Regions from separate parts of the Sus scrofa genome. Here region 2 is linked to region 1. A link is a contact called in public Hi-C data. All regions are on one chromosome and are shown on one strand. Each heading gives the region's core, a stretch centred on a gene start, on an enhancer-like site or on the middle of the called end of the contact. The rest is flanking DNA. Distances are from core to core; before and after follow the strand shown. Region 1 holds the start of MIEN1 (migration and invasion enhancer 1). Region 2 holds the start of PGAP3 (post-GPI attachment to proteins factor 3).

The links. Hi-C and Micro-C count contacts between places; a contact is called where the count stands out from the background.
Region 2: a Hi-C map of liver shows a contact between it and region 1, with 1.8 times the contacts expected there. The contact joins the promoter of PGAP3 here to the promoter of MIEN1 in region 1. A contact is called at or near these places in 1 of 5 promoter capture datasets (liver), 13 of 47 Hi-C or Micro-C datasets (blood, embryonic fibroblasts, fetal skeletal muscle and 3 more) and 1 of 2 datasets of contacts at active chromatin or transcription factors (skeletal muscle).

The regions. Positions count from the first base shown.
Region 1 is chr12:22,586,890-22,589,469 of Sscrofa11.1, forward strand. MIEN1 (migration and invasion enhancer 1) reads left to right here and starts at 1,305. Exons shown (of 4, transcript XM_003131517.5): 1 at 1,305-1,464; 2 at 1,568-1,665; 3 at 2,412-2,488; 4 at 2,576-2,580. The coding sequence starts at 1,376.
Region 2 is chr12:22,629,139-22,631,718 of Sscrofa11.1, forward strand. PGAP3 (post-GPI attachment to proteins factor 3) reads left to right here and starts at 1,281. Exons shown (of 7, transcript XM_013979725.2): 1 at 1,281-1,613. The coding sequence starts at 1,433.

The sequences.
Region 1 (2,580 bases), core at 55-2,554:
AAGAAATCTTGTGAAAAATGGAGGAAAATGTTTGCAAATCATAATCTGACTAGGGACTTGGTATCTAGAATAGAGTTGACCTTTGAACAATGCAGAGGTTAGGGGTGCCGACAACCCTTGAGCTGTAGAAAATCTAAGTATAACTTCACAGTCAGCCCTTCCTATCCATGGTTTCCATCTTCAGGTTCAACTAACCTTGGATTATGTATTATGTATTTATTGAAAAAAATCCATGCATAAGTGCTGCATGGTTCAATGTTGTATTGTTCAAGGGTCAAAGGTATATAAAGAACACTTACAAATCAATACTAAACCCACTGAGCGAGGCCGGGGATCGAACCCACACTCTCATAAATGCTAGTTGTATTTGTTTCTGCTGCGCCACAACGGGAACTCCAAAAAAGAATGGTTTAAAGAAATGCTAGGTTTGGTAACCTGTAAGGATGTCCCCAGGGAGAGAAGAGACAGAGAGTCAGCCTCCATTTCAAAAACTGCAAAATGGAAATAAAGAAGCCAGCTCTTTATTTATTTATTGTCTTTTTTAGGGTCACACCTGCAGCATTTGGAGGTTCCCAGGCTAGGGGTCGAATCGGAGCTGTAGCCGCTGGCCTACGCCAGAGCCACAGCTGCAGGGGATCTGAGCCCTGTCTTCGACCTACACCACAGCTCACAACACCGGATCCTTAACCCACTGAGCGAGGCCAGGGATTGAACTGGAGTCCTCGTGGATGCTAGTTCGCTAACCGCTGAGTCAGGACGGGAACTCCCTTCTCAGTCCCCCCGCCCCCAGCTCTTTATTGCGAAGCAAGGAGGAGACGGGAGGTGAACGTGAACGTGATGGCAGCATAGAGCCTACAGAATGGGAGGCTCAGAGCCTCAGGTTTTCGAAGGCAGGAGAGTGGTAGCGATTGCCCAGACTGTGCCTGCAGTCTAGCGCTTAAGAGTCAGAAGTACGTGACCGTGTAACTATTGAGTGGTTTAAAATGCCATCAGCATGTTAGCGAGAAATGGCAACTGTTCTATCGCATCAGCCAAACCCAGGCTCTGGGTCCGCTTGCCCCACTTTCCCTTCCTTTTGTAAACTGGAGAGCGTTTTGCAGTCTAAGACATTTCATTAGATTAAATAAGACCGTGAAGTCCAGCAGACACCAGGTGCACGGCAAGTTAGGCCCTCTGATAGCCCGGGAGCAGGAAAGTGGTCTGGACCCACCTGCCCTTCAAGCTGGCGATGGGGTCAAAACGTAGCAGCCGCCGTGGCCTGCAGGGGGCGCCCAGACGTAAGGAGCGGCCCCGTCCGGCGGCCCCGCCCCGTCACGTGCCCGCGGCGTCTCGTCATACCCGGAAGCAGCGGCAGAGGGGAGCCGGCGGCAAGGCAATGAGCGGGGAGACAGGGCCGACATCCGTAGCGCCCCCTCCCGGGGAGATCGAACCGGGCAGTGGGGTCCGCATCGTGGTTGAGTACTGGTGAGCGGCTCCGGCCAGTGCGAGGATTCGGGCTGAACGAGGGTGGGTCCACTGGAGTAACCTTTCCCGAAATCCAAGTGGACCCCAGGTGTCTTCTCCCTAGTGAACCCTGCGGCTTCGAAGCGACCTACCTGGAGCTGGCGAGTGCCGTGAAGGAGCAGTATCCGGGCATCGAGATCGAGTCGCGCCTGGGGGGCACAGGTGAGGCCGCAGAACACCTGCTGAGTCAGTGTTCTAAATCCCAGCTCTACCACTTTCTGGCTCTGGCATTGGCTGTTTTGAGGTTTTTTTTTTTTTTTTTTTTTTTCTTTTTTGTCTTTTTAGGACCGCACCCACAGCATATGGAGGTTCCCAAGCTAGGGGTCGATTCGGAGCTGTAGCAGCCAGCTTACACCACAGCCACAGCAACGCAGGATACAAGCCACGTCTGCAACCTACACCACAGCTCATGGCAACGCTGGATCCTTAACCCACTGATCGAGGCCAGAGATCAAACCCGCATCCTCCTGGATGCTAGTAGTGTTCGTTAACCACTGAGCCACAACGGGAACTCTGTATTGGCTGTTTCACATCGTGTACAGTAGTGAGTGGCACATAGTAAAACGGCCAACCAACGTAAGGCCCCTACCTGGTGAGGCGGGTCACAGATGAAGCCTGTTGGGGAAAACGGATGAGACTGAAGTGCAGAGTTGGAGGGGAGGGAACCTTTTATTGAGTTATGAGGCTGAGTTCAAGGGAAAGATACACTGAGACGCCTCCATTATTAGGTTCCTCTGGCTTTGATACAGGGTTGGCAAATGGCTTTCTAGAGTCCTCATGGGGCCAGCGAGGGACAAGAAAGAGCCGGTGTTAAATCTAAGAGTGGGGAGGGCCCCACTTTGGAGGGCTTCCCCTGACTCTTACCTGTTCTCAGCATCCAGTTCATTCATCCGTTTGTTTAATACCAGGGGCCTTTGAGATCGAAATCAATGGACAGCTGGTGTTCTCCAAGCTGGAGAATGGGGGCTTTCCTTACGAGAAAGATGTGAGTACTTGCAATGCTGGGAAGATCCCCGGCTCGCCCTGCCCCCACAACGAATGCATCATCCCATTCCCTGTCTCTGCCTTCTAGCTCAT
Region 2 (2,580 bases), core at 31-2,530, 42 kb after region 1:
ATGCATCTAGCTATAAGGCGTCGGTGCTTCAATCAGACGGGTTGTGTGCTTGTGCTGGGGATAGAGTGGGGAGGAGGGGTGATACTAAAGCAAACGTCCTCCTATTCCCAAAGATCCTCCTCTTAATATTCCTTGAAATACTACACCTCCCTCTCCTACCTCAACGTCATCTGAATCACTCTGGTGATTTGACAGCCTTGGTTTGGCACACAAATTCTTACGCCGAATTACGTTATTCATTCACTTAAAAACAAACAAAAAAACCGCGTTCTTAGCGAGCGCCTACCCTGAGCCAAATTCTCTACTAGTACTGGTAGTAGAGTAGTAAAACAAGACAGCAGAGGTCCTCACTCTGCCAGGGAAAACAGACCACTGTATATCACCTTCCAGGTGTTATCACCCTCAGAAGTAGTCTTTATTTTGAGACTAGAAAAATCAGCAGGAGTGGGATTAAGAGTGATACAGACGGGGTAAAGCTAGGGAGCTTGAGAGACATGGCCCCTTGAAGTGGGTCAGAGGCAGAGTAGTGAGGGAGACCAGTAGGCAGGAGCCAGATCCTGCAGGGCTTGTGGAGTTACGATTTTATCCTGAGGTAAGTGAGAGCCTGGAAAGAATTTTAAGAAGGAAAAAGTGAAATGATCAAAATTGAATTTTTGAAATTGGAGCATGGGCTGGAGGGGGTTTAAGTAGAGGCAGGGAGATGTGTTAAAAAGCTACTACAGCTGCCTCGGTGACAGATGCTGATGACTTTATTTTTTTATTTTTATTTATTTTTTTATTTTTGTCTTTTTGCTATTTCTTGGGCCGCTCCCGCGGCATATGGAGGTTCCCAGGCTAGGGGTCGAATCGGAGCCGTAGCCACCGGCCTATGCTAGAGCCACAGCAACGCGGGATCCGAGCCGCGTCTGCAACCTACACCACAGCTCACGGGAACACCGGATCGTTAACCCACTGAGCAAGGGCAGGGATCGAACCCGCAACCTCATGGTTCCTAGTCGGATTCATTAACCACTGCGCCACGATGGGAACTCCCTGATGACTTTAAACAGGGTGGTGGTGACAGTGGAGAAGGAGAAAAGTGGACAGTTTCAGGTACATTAGGAAGTGGAAATCCGATAAGGCTGGGAACCGAAAAACAGCCCCAGTTCAAATTAAGAGACCCCGGAGAAAAAAGAACACGGATGTTGATAAAATACAACTTTATTTTGCTTCTTAACTCACCTGGCGTCTCCCTTCCCTAACCCTTTCGCACGTTTTATGCAGATAAGAATAAGACAGGAGGCGGGGCAGGCGCCCAGAAAAATCCGGGAACTTTTATTTAAACTAGGGTGGACGTCAGCGGAGAGTTTGCGAAAGAACACAAGGCACTTCCGGCTATCCCGGAAGTGAGAGAACTTAAGTTCCTCCGCCGGCGGAGGGCCAGGGTGAAGGGATGGCCTGGCGGACGGCGCGGCTGCTGCTGCTAGCCGGAGCAGCCGCACTAGCAAGCGGTTCACAGGGCGACCGAGAGCCGGTGTACCGTGACTGCTTGCTCCAGTGCGAGGAGCGGAACTGCTCCGGGGGCGCACTGAAGCACTTCCGCTCCCACCAGCCAATCTACATGAGTCTAGCAGGTAAGCCCCACCCCGCGGTAGACCCCGCCCATTTATCTTGGCCCCGCCCCTTCGCCCCCAGTTGCTACCCCTGCAGTGTGTGTTTTCGTTCCTCCCCTGAATCCATTATGAACATAAGATGAGTGGAAGCTCTGGTGATCCTCATCAGCCAGGAGCTTCATTTACTTTTTCTTACTTAGTCAAATGGGCATTTACCACCTCCTGGGTACAAATCCCTGGAATGACACTGAAATCAGACCAGGGTCCAGCCCTTAGGGACTTTGAGTCCCTACCTGGGACTTCAGCCTTCTCAAATACAAGGAAGAGGACAATTTATTTTTATTTATTTATTTATTTATTTATTTTTAGGGACGCACTTGCAGCATTTGGAAATTACCAGGCTAGGGTTGACTTGGAGCTGCAGCTGCCGGCCTATACCACAGCCACGGCAATGCCGGATCTGAACAGTGTTTGCAGTCTACATCACAGCTCATCACAGCAGGATTCTTAACACACTGAGCGAGGCAGGGATCTAACCCACGTCCTCATGGATACTAGTCTGGATGAGTAGTGAGCCAGGATGGTAATTCCTGCAGAGGACGATTTGAGCCCTAAGCGATTAAGCAGTAGGAGCATGTAGGGGAGGGAGGAATCATTTCTGGCTTTGAAAATGTGGGGGCAGTGATTGTTTTGGAACATTCTGTAAAGGAAGGGCTTCCAGATGGATACATTAAATTTAGATCTGTGGCCATAGTGGGCACTTATTCAGTTAATTTTCACAACAAACCTTTGAGGTCGATTCTCTTAACCTGATTTTTATAGATGGGAGACTCAGAGAGGTTTAGTGCCCCGCCCAAAGTCACACAGCTAGTAAGTGGTAAAGCAGAGTTTTCTGTTCTGGCTTGTTTGACTACAAGTGTGTTCTCTTTACTATCCGCTTTGCATGCCAGACAGAGGAAACAGAGAGTGGAGGCCCTGGGCAGATATG